Linked DNA regions of Mus musculus: all the other regions are linked to region 1. Evidence: chromatin contacts called from public HiChIP or PLAC-seq and promoter capture Hi-C data. All regions are on one chromosome and are shown on one strand. Each heading gives the region's core, a stretch centred on a gene start, on an enhancer-like site or on the middle of the called end of the contact. The rest is flanking DNA. Distances are from core to core; before and after follow the strand shown.

The links. Promoter capture Hi-C pulls out the DNA fragments that hold promoters and counts their contacts. HiChIP or PLAC-seq counts read pairs in DNA pulled down with a chosen protein or histone mark.
Region 2: a promoter capture Hi-C map of hippocampal neurons shows a contact between it and region 1, with 3 times the contacts expected there. The contact joins the enhancer-like site here to the promoter of 9330175M20Rik in region 1. A contact is called at or near these places in 3 of 39 promoter capture datasets (the SN4741 cell line, hippocampal neurons and liver), 2 of 484 Hi-C or Micro-C datasets (embryonic stem cells and muscle stem cells) and 9 of 115 datasets of contacts at active chromatin or transcription factors (astrocytes, differentiating embryonic stem cells, embryonic basal ganglia and 6 more).
Region 3: a contact with region 1 is called in a CTCF HiChIP or PLAC-seq map of the NIH/3T3 cell line, with 7 read pairs. The contact joins the enhancer-like site here to the promoter of 9330175M20Rik in region 1. A contact is called at or near these places in 1 of 15 datasets of contacts at CTCF or cohesin (the NIH/3T3 cell line), 5 of 484 Hi-C or Micro-C datasets (cortical neurons, embryonic stem cells, frontal cortex and 1 more) and 1 of 115 datasets of contacts at active chromatin or transcription factors (neural progenitor cells).

Annotation. Positions count from the first base shown.
Region 1 is chr1:51,332,314-51,335,595 of GRCm38.p6, forward strand. 9330175M20Rik (RIKEN cDNA 9330175M20 gene) reads right to left here and starts at 1,466. Exons shown (of 5, transcript NR_045151.2): 1 at 1,371-1,466.
Region 2 is chr1:50,979,107-50,982,388 of GRCm38.p6, forward strand. All of the region lies in intron 4 of Tmeff2 (transmembrane protein with EGF-like and two follistatin-like domains 2), which reads left to right. Among named protein-coding and RNA genes, the nearest start is that of Tmeff2, 53 kb to the left of the region's middle. Within about 2 kb of position 1,660, at least 21 of the 459 cell types and tissues checked have an H3K27ac peak or open chromatin away from gene starts, as enhancers often do. A contact at or near this core is called in hippocampal neurons and muscle stem cells, where this site is marked.
Region 3 is chr1:51,063,884-51,067,165 of GRCm38.p6, forward strand. All of the region lies in intron 4 of Tmeff2 (transmembrane protein with EGF-like and two follistatin-like domains 2), which reads left to right. Among named protein-coding and RNA genes, the nearest start is that of Tmeff2, 140 kb to the left of the region's middle. Within about 2 kb of position 1,613, at least 22 of the 459 cell types and tissues checked have an H3K27ac peak or open chromatin away from gene starts, as enhancers often do. A contact at or near this core is called in the NIH/3T3 cell line, where this site is marked.

The sequences.
Region 1 (3,282 bases), core at 216-2,715:
ATCTTACAGTTTCTGCCTTTCTCTGTCCCACCTGTCCAGGACCACAGAGCAGTGTTACAGCAAACATTGTCTTTAAAGTCAGAGTACCACAAAGAGGGAGGGGCACAAACATCCTCCTTTTGTTTCCAATTTGGCCTTTAGTAGGAAAAGCCATCAACCTTTAAGCTTCGGGTCATATAGAAAGAGTACAAGCAATACATTCGTGTTGAATGAGTGCCATAAAAATTAAAATTGGGGCTGGAGAGATGGCCCAGTCAAGAAAGTATGTACCTGCCAAATAAGTATAAGGAGCTGAATTCAGATTCTCCAGCACCCATGTGAAACAGTAGGGTCCAGCAGCAGCATCCATTAGTAATCCCAGTACTGGGGAGGCAGATGCAGTCCTAGGGATTTCTGGCCAGCTAGTTTAGTCAAAAGAATGAGTCCTAGAGTCAGTGAGAGGCCTGTTTCAAAAAATAAGGTGAAGTAATTGAGAAAGACATCTGAAAAAAAAAAAGACATAAAGAGATCTATACACACACGCACACACACACATTAGGAAGAGACCTAACTCATATTGGGCATGCTGTAGGGTAGCCATTCTTATTTATTCTAATAAGGACCATCTAGTTCTAGAAGCTGGGGTTAAAGCATTCTTATTTAAAAGAAAATTCTCCAGTAATTCTAGGTTTACTTAGAGACACAGGGTTAAGAACAATTGCATAGGGACTGAACGTTTAGGAGGTGGGGTGGCAGGAGACGAGTGAGTCACAGATTGCTTAAAAAGCCAAAGTAGCCCTTATGCAGAGAACAGATGACTTTGGAGGGAGCTTGAACCCACACTTACTCTGTTCACCCAGCATTTCAGGAGCAGCCGGGTCTTTTCACAGCCTCTGGGCTTTGTCCCTGCCTCTGCACACCCACGGACAGTGTGCTGGCTGGCAACAGATTTACAACAGTGGGCTGCTGTCTGTCGGAAATCTTTGACTGGGGCAAGCTGGAATATGACCCCTTTCTCCTTCAAGTTTATCATCAATCAATGGTGCTCTGCCAACTCTATCAAGAGGATCCTAATCTCTTTTGCCCTTACGCTTCAAGAAAAGATTAGGCAGCAATCAAGAGCTTCTTGCCGGTAGGTTCACAAGGACTTTTCACACAAGGGCAAACACCCAGTAGGCTCCCAGAAAGCATCCCACTCAAGGGAGAGTAAATAGGTGATTGGATGCGGGTGCTTTTTGTCCCTGCGAAAGAAGACAACTTCCTGTGTATCATCAAAGATATTCGTGCCCTAGAATCTCTACTTTCTCCTGTGTTTGAATATAACGCTATAAGATAATGTTGGGATTCATGCAGCCCCGCTTTACTCCATTGATAGTAAGTCAGGACCATACCTAAACGAGTGGCTGAGCCTGGGTAAATGTCAAGGCAGTCACTTTTCAGACGGAGCTGTGGGCTTCGTGGCGTGCTTGTCCTTCTGTACCGTTCCTGATCACCTCCGGGAGTGGCCACCAAACGGAGCTCACAGTCACTGCCCCACATTTCATTGTTTCCCATGTGCCTTTAAGGAATCACTCTTGATCTCAGTCATAAAATTGGAAAGCCACACAACTGACAAGATGATCCCCCCAAGGCAGCTGAAATATGGGGTAGATTGAAACCGACAGTTAATTTGTAGCAGTAAAAAATAATGATATCATCATAAAACAAGTTTAAGATTAGACGAGGCTCAAACACTGTGCGCCCACAGGATATATAGATGGGTATTGTCGAGCTTAAATAACAAAGCAAAACAAAACTGAACCTCCCGGCTTCACTGGGCGAACCCTGTGTGCTCTTTTATGGTACACTACCGCCATCTGCTGGCTGGAACCAATAAAAGTCTAGCAGTCTCCTAAATCCTGGAATATTCCACTGTGCAGAGCCTGCTGTTAATTGCTATACACACGGAAACATATTTTTAACCTCCCAATATCAGTAAAATGATACAAATAAATCAGAGCTCCCTAGAATAACAAACAAATGAAAGAACCTAAGAGGCTAAAGACTGCCAAAGCGCCCCCCCCCCATCTGCCTGCCTCCAAGCTGCCCTTGCTTCAGGAGTACATCCCTAGCACATTGCCTTGTTAGCCCTGAGCTCCCTACACGCATTTTGCTTCCGCCTTCCTCCTCTCCAGATGCCTTCTCTCCCAGGCATCCTACAACCAGCACTTCAGTGATAGGCAAAGCAGCAGCTCTCAGCTAAAAACAGCCTCCTCCTGCAGATCTTAGGGAGGAAAACCACAGGCACTTGTCTTGTTCAGGGAAAGCAAAGCCCCAGTTGCATTAAGTGAGAAAAGGAACCGTAGGCTTTCAGAACCCTCTGAGCAGCGTTTTGCATGTTTTCCTCGGGGTTTACCTTACATTATGTCTGGATGCTCTAACGTGGCAACAAGTGTTCTTAAGAGGCAGAAAGGATAGAGGCTTTATAAGCAAATAAAATCTAGCCACTATAAAACCCTCCCCATTTTATAGTGTGTGCTCAATCTTACCACTTTAGACTTTCTGTTACTGTCACCACAGGCCTCGGGATACCAAACTCTCCGGGAATAAAGGAGCCCTTACTTAGCACATCTTCCTTCTTCAACATGACTTGTGGGTTGTTTTTGTTTGCTCGTTCGTTTGTTCATTTGTTTTTATTTTTTTAATTGCCTACAATTTCATTTTCTCCAAGTTAGCACGTAGTCATTGTGTAATAGAACATTTTATAAAAAGGCTTTCGAATTTTTACTTATTTAGAGAGCTTTTTATGTCACTCACACCACCATGCCCACCATTAGACAACAATGGCCTTTAAGCAAAATGTCTTGGTTTTGCTTTGTTCCTCTGGGAGAGAAGTGGTAAGGCAGAGACAAGCTGCATGCTGCAGGTCTCTACAAGCTGTGGCAGTCATGAGTCCAGATAAACTGATGGGCCCCATGGACAGGATCACTCTCCCAGCTAGTTGCTGACTGTCCTAAATATTTGAAATGTTCAGAGAACTCTGTGTCCAGCCACCACCGCTGCCCATCACCCCTTCCACACTACAACCTCATAAGCTTACAAGTAAACACTGGATAACAGAGTCTTGAGTACAGTTTCCAAGGAAGTATGTTAATATGCTAATGCGTTTACAATCACCTTCTGTGTGTTTTTGACACTCAGTGTCATCAAAAGAGACAACATGAAATCACAGTAAAATAAAATATGAATTATCTCCGTTACCAAACAGCAAAGGGTTTCGGGAAAAAATAATACCATTTTGATCCTTGGACAAGAAAGTGTTGC
Region 2 (3,282 bases), core at 410-2,909, 350 kb before region 1:
TTAGCATGAGCCTGCCAGAGTTCTTTTAACATCACATTTGTTCCTTGACGTGAATCTGGATATACTAAAATTTACACGTCAATAATATATTTTTTATTTTTCTAAATAAATTCACATTTAGTAGTTATAAGGATCATGAAAATATAACAAATTAATGTTTCTCTTTGGATGTTACCGGACACTGGAATCACAGAAAAGTTTAGCAAAGTGATGCTGATATTAAAACCATGTACTGCATCATCTTTAGAAGAGACCAACTCAAAGGAAATAATACTATGTAACCCATCTAATACTCATCTCCTTAAAAAGAACGAAAATGCGAACCTGACATGCTGGAGTGAGCCTTTTCTACAAGCGTATGGACTAATGAGGACCTGGAACTCAAGACAAAGAGAAGCTGCCAAGGGAATCACAGAGACAAGATTCTTGCCACCACCATCTGCTTACTGTCTGGGGATTTTCATAGGAGCCAATGTAAAAATAAACAGTGAGGCACTGTTTAGACAGTGGACTGTGTTGAAGGGAACAATACCAGTTCCTTAAGTCTGAGACACTTTGGGGAATAAAGTCAAACCAGAAGGAAACTTAGTGGGTTGCAGAGAACTGTCCATGTATCATAAAGGCAAGATATTGCTATTCTGTGTCCTGCTGTGGAATAATTAATTGTGCACTATGGGAGACACCACACACACACTCGGGTCTCTGCTTCATAGGTTTGTTGCTTAAACTTTGTAAATAGTCTTGGACAGGACAGTGTTGGAAGGAGTAGTTGAATGTGTTGTCCAAGATGCACAATAAAAACTTAAGACAAATGAACTGTGATGATTTCAACATTGATCCCTATTTTCTAGGACATGTCTGGCACTTGCTACACCAGAGTTTCTATTAATTTTCTGGTCAATGTAAGCTTGTAGTTTATAATTAATAATGTCTATGTCTCACTATCCTGTCTGTATTTTTTAAAAAATATAATAGGTTAACTGATTTTACATTTGGAAGAGATTTACACAACTAAATTTTTAATAGTATATTTTTATTTATGCAAGATAAACAAAACAAGTGGGGCTTACTAACATCAGCACAAAAGGTGAATGGCAACAAAATATTGGCATCAGAGACTTACAAGGAATTGTTCTGTGATGAGTCTTTTGGATTAGGGAGTACAGCAGAGACCACATAGGGAACAAAAGCTGAACGCAGTTAGTGATGGGCTAGGTGGCATTTTGCCTTCATTGCATCACTTGTTCAATAGATGAATCAACTTATAGTCATGTGAAAGTACATAGTTGTGAGTGCAGAATGGAATTGTTATTACATGCATCTGTGGTGGGAAGCTGATGTTCTGACATACTCCAGTCTAGTGCATTTACTGTTGCGCAGGAGTATGTGCATCCTTTACTGCCTTCACCCTTAGCTTCAAGGCAGAGGAGAGTTTACTGGTGTAGTAGAGATGGAATTCATAAATGAAACCCAGGCTCTTCATGCAGTGCTTGCTTCTACTTCTTCCCTGTCTTAATCTCATACATTCAGAACTCTGTTGCCTAAGAAATAGCAACACTAATAGCCCATTCACAAAAGAGCTCCACGGCCCTGATTCTCATACAGAAGTTTGAAGGTAAGCACAGGCACAAGCTGAGCTTCCCTCAATGCTTCCCCCACCCCACTCACTCTGCTAGCCTCTCCTTGTACACACACCCACTCACACGTATTTTTGGAGGCAGAGGAGTACTGCTTGCTTCTGTGCAAATTAAGTTGCAGAAGAAAATAAATGTTGACGTGAAACTGAAATACACTCACCAGGCTGGGAAGAGCTTCTGGAGAAAGCGTCCTCTGGATGCCATTCTGGGGTTCCCAGCTCCCTTCAACTCAGCAAACTCTAGAAGACAATGAGCCGGATTTGAAAGCAAAATTAGAGGCTTAGAAGCCATGGGCATCAAAAGATTGTTTGCTTGTGGTGCAGGGAGATGGAGAAAAATAAGCAGGTCTCTAGTTCATTATTGCCAGTCTTTTTGGTTTTATATATATATGGAGATGTTTTGGATCTTAGGGACCTCCTAGACACAGAAGATAATCTAAAAATACACTTGTTTCAATTTTTAAAAAGCCACACATGTTTAAAAATCTTCCTGGGAGGTAATCTGTTAGATGAGGCTGTGATAATTTGGCTTCCAGCAGTAACAACGTATGCCAAAAATGAATCATGAAGTCTAGACAAACGCCACTGTTTTCTTCCAGAGGCGGCCAGCAGATGCTTTGTGTTTCTTGCACTCTCTAACTGGCTAGATTAATTTTGTACCATGCTTTTACTCTGCAATGGCCTTGGAACCAAAATATATATATAATTTTAAATGTGTCTTTCGGCCATTTAGATTCCCTCAGATCACTTGCTGTAACGTTCTTCAATATTAACAAAGAGTAAACTGCCTTGTGAAAAGCCTATCTGATCATCCACGATGTACCACACAGCTCTGCTTAGGCAGGGAGATCACAGGCAGTGTAATAAGGACCCCAGAGATGTTCTGCAATTGTCACAATTCCTTAATGCATGAGGTATAAGAAGGACAAGGCAAAGGAAATGCAAGCCTGGGGGAACAGAGATCTCAAGTTTGTCCATGGGCTGTCAATCAAGTACATAATTACAATTCTGGTAACCTCATTTTCCACTTCCATGATATTCATAATGTAAGAAAACTGTGAAACCGTGAAACCTTTCAGATCAAGAACACTCTTCAAAATACTTGTTATATTTGGACAAATTCCTTTGCAAATTTTCCAAATGAAATAGTCACAGAATCCTACAAATCAGGACCTTTTTCTTTTCGAGGGAACCAATGCACAGAAGGTCAGTAGAGCCTGTCCTTGGAAGATAGCTTAAATTGACAGTCTGCACAATCCAAATGCAAGTGTTAGCTGCAATAATTGTGGGAAACATGATTGAGCTTTCTACTCATTACAAGCAATTCTCCTAAGCTTCATAGACAGACTTTCCTTAATTGAGGAACAGGCATTACCAATGAATTTTTATGAGTTCATTCATTCTAGAACATTTCATCATAGTGCAGTCAGATTATTATATTAAAAATGTATATCACAACTGAAGCAGTTTTGTAAAACATGAGCTAATACACTATTGTAACTATTTATTTTTACCTTAGAGATGTAGACAAGAAAGCAAACTGCTTACAGCTTGAAAAATCATAACCACCAATAGCTAATGATTGAGATGTTGCAACTCAGAGACAGACCTCTCTTTGACCACACGAAAGTAATTACTATTGGTTA
Region 3 (3,282 bases), core at 363-2,862, 270 kb before region 1:
AAATACACTGAATAAAATCATTTATTAACTCTTTATATAGGTAAAGATTTTTTAAAAACCTTCAAAGTCTATCAAGAATTACTTTGGAATCAAGTTCCTATTGACTATAAATAGAAGGAGAAAAGCACTGTTATAATTGTTCAAAACTAATCATATTAGAGTTTGCATAGAATACAACTAATATTCGATATTTCCCCAGGTTCATAATAGTTGGAGTGGGCTTGAAACTGGACCTGTGGGTCACATTTTCAACCTCAAAATCTTTTTTTATACTATCTGATAATTAAAAGGATCATTTGACACTCAATGCACAGAATATTTTTACTTGCCTATGTTTCTGTTATTTTTAATGTTGATGCTATGCTTAATGTAAACAACACATCTTATATGTAGAACAAAATGCTGACCTAAAGCTTCATGGAGAGAAAATGGAAGCTGTACAATGACTGGCAAAGTTAGTATCATCTGGGAAGAAAATCAAAGTGCAACAGAGCAAACATGGTGTAACCATTGTAGAGCATATGCTGGCAATAAAGGGAGACGATGAAAGATACAAATACATGCTACGAGGGAGGCAAGTAGGCCAAGTGTTATGTAGATAAGGAAAACAAGCAGAATCTGAGGCGTGAGAATGCTTGTGACTTTGGAATTTATTAATAACACCGGCCAGTGATTTATTAGTCTGTTTTCCATAGGTAAAGCTACAGTTACAAATGACTTCAGAATCTCAGAAGCTTGCAGTGTCTATGGCATATTTCTTCCTTCATTGCTGTGGTCAGCTGTGGCCCTGGCCCATACATCTTCTCATACTGGAGCTGGCTGAAAGAACAGCACATATTTTATCATGTGTCCTTTATATAAACAGAAAAAGCAAGAATGTACAAGTGCACATGATGGCTTTCTCACAGCTTCAAGCCAGTGTGTTCTCTGTTGCTCTCACATTTCAATGCCAGCTCATGTCAGAATGCAAAGTGTGGCATCATAGAAATATAGGTCAGACAGCCATGACATGAGGCATATAATTCTTTCATTCTGAAATAAGAAAGAAATAATGGATACAAATGATGCAAACTGCTCTGGAAATGATTTTTTCCAGGAGTGTTTTCCATGAAGAATGTGTACTCCAGGCATATCTTTAAGAGTTAGGGCACACCTAGGTCAAAAGTCAACCATTTATGAATGATCGACAGAGCATTAGTAATGAATTATTTGTCATTTTGCTAGTTAAACTAACAGAAAAGAGCAGGATGGCCGTTAAAGTAAATTTCCATATGTTCATAATTTTTATCATGAGGGTACAAAGAAATATGATCATAACAGTGTAAAGCTTAGGAGAGAATCATTAGAAGTGTACTCTCAATGATTGCTAAAACAAGGTGATAACATAATTATTAAAGATCCATATTGTTATTTCAGAGCAACTACCAAAGTAATAACATAAAGGAATGCAGCTTCCATCCCAAGAATCATTAGATGAGATAAAATAAAACAAAGTTTATAAAATTATTAATTCATCAAAAATAAATAAACAAATATTAAAGCACAACATGGAAAAGAGGGACAAAATGTCATGATGGAAAATATGAACCAAACACAAGCATGCTTTGAAACCTAGTGTTTGTATACTAGTCATTAAGGTGGAATGAGTGACTGGACACTCGTGTTTACACAAAATTACGCAAACTGGGGTTTTTTTAATGACTCAAATATATGTTGTTTACAAGAAATGCCTTTTAATAATTTTTATGAAAAATTAAAATCAATTCTTAAAGAGAGACTCTTAAACAAACTGAAAGAAAGAGATTAGGTATACTAAATTTGAAACAAAGCAAAAGAAATCAGGTGATAGGAATAGAAAAGTCAGGTGACTCATGATTGGAGAGTCTTACTACATTCCAGAGACATTTCAGAAGATTAGTCAAAACACAAAGAACAAGAAGCAACCTTACAGTCACCAATATGGATTTCTGTGTTCTTCTCACTAGCAGATACCATAGAAACCAAAACCACCACATTTATACAGACGCTGAGTAACACTATCAGTCATGAGCTACTTAACATCAGTAAGAAATTATTCCCCACAAGAGCTACATACATTTTCGAAGAAGCAAGTTGTAATTCCCAAGGTGCTACATAGACCTTGTCTTGAACTGTAAAACAATATTTAATAAATTTGAAAATATTAAATAATGTTTCTATTCATGACAAAATAAAGTATTGAATTGAATTAATAAACCAAAAAGTAAAACAATAAACCTTTAAAGATGCTTAAATATTGGAATCAGAAACAAAATAGTAAGTAATCCATGGGTTACAGAAGAAACTTCAAAGGATGCATAAAAATGGATATTTCAAGGGAAATACAGAGATGTCAGGATGTGTAGGGAACAGTTAATGCAACTTGTGTTTGGAGATTAGCCTATAGTACCTCTATTAGAAAATAAGGTGTTAATGAATTTGAAACATAATGAACTACATCCTAAGAATGTAGCACAAAGGAAAGAATAAAAGTAAAAGCAGAACTCACTAAAATGAGAGAATTATGTTCCATCATGCAAAAAAAAAGTCAAATTTATGATAGAAGTCATTCTAGTACATCTATACTGGATAATAACAAGCAGTGGACAAGGCATCCTCTTCCTACACTTCTGTCTCTTTTCAGTGTAGACTCTGTATACTCCTAAACGAAGTATGCAGAACACTAGAAAAGAAAATTAAAGTTACAACAAAGCATAACAAGTACGGAAATGCTGAACATAGTCCAGTAACATATTAAGAAGTCAATATACTAAATCAGGCTTCATTTTTCCCAAGAGTGTAAGGTTAGTTTAACATGTGAAAATTAATGCATCTTGTCACACTTACAGATCAAGAGAAAATCACACTTGGGGGAGAAAGATTCTCAGTCTTCACATGAAACACGAAATTCAATTTGAGGTCGATCAAAAACCTGAGCTTAAAACTAAACCTTAACATTTATAAAAGCAGAGAGGTAAAACCTTTGAGTAGAAGTCTTTCTAAACGTGACATAAAAATAAAAGTCATGAAAGGAAAACCTTGGTTTCATCTAAATAAACACTTCTGCTCACATTTAAGGAAGGAAAAAATTATAAGACGTAGCTGGGCAAATGTTCATATCCAAAATATATTAACACATCTCCAAATTTGAGAATAAAAGTAAAACACCATCAGCCACAATATTTTACTTCGTGACAGTAAAACTTCTACTGTGAAGTTCAAGAGACTTAGAAACATATGCATGAAATGCTGTTCATAGGAATG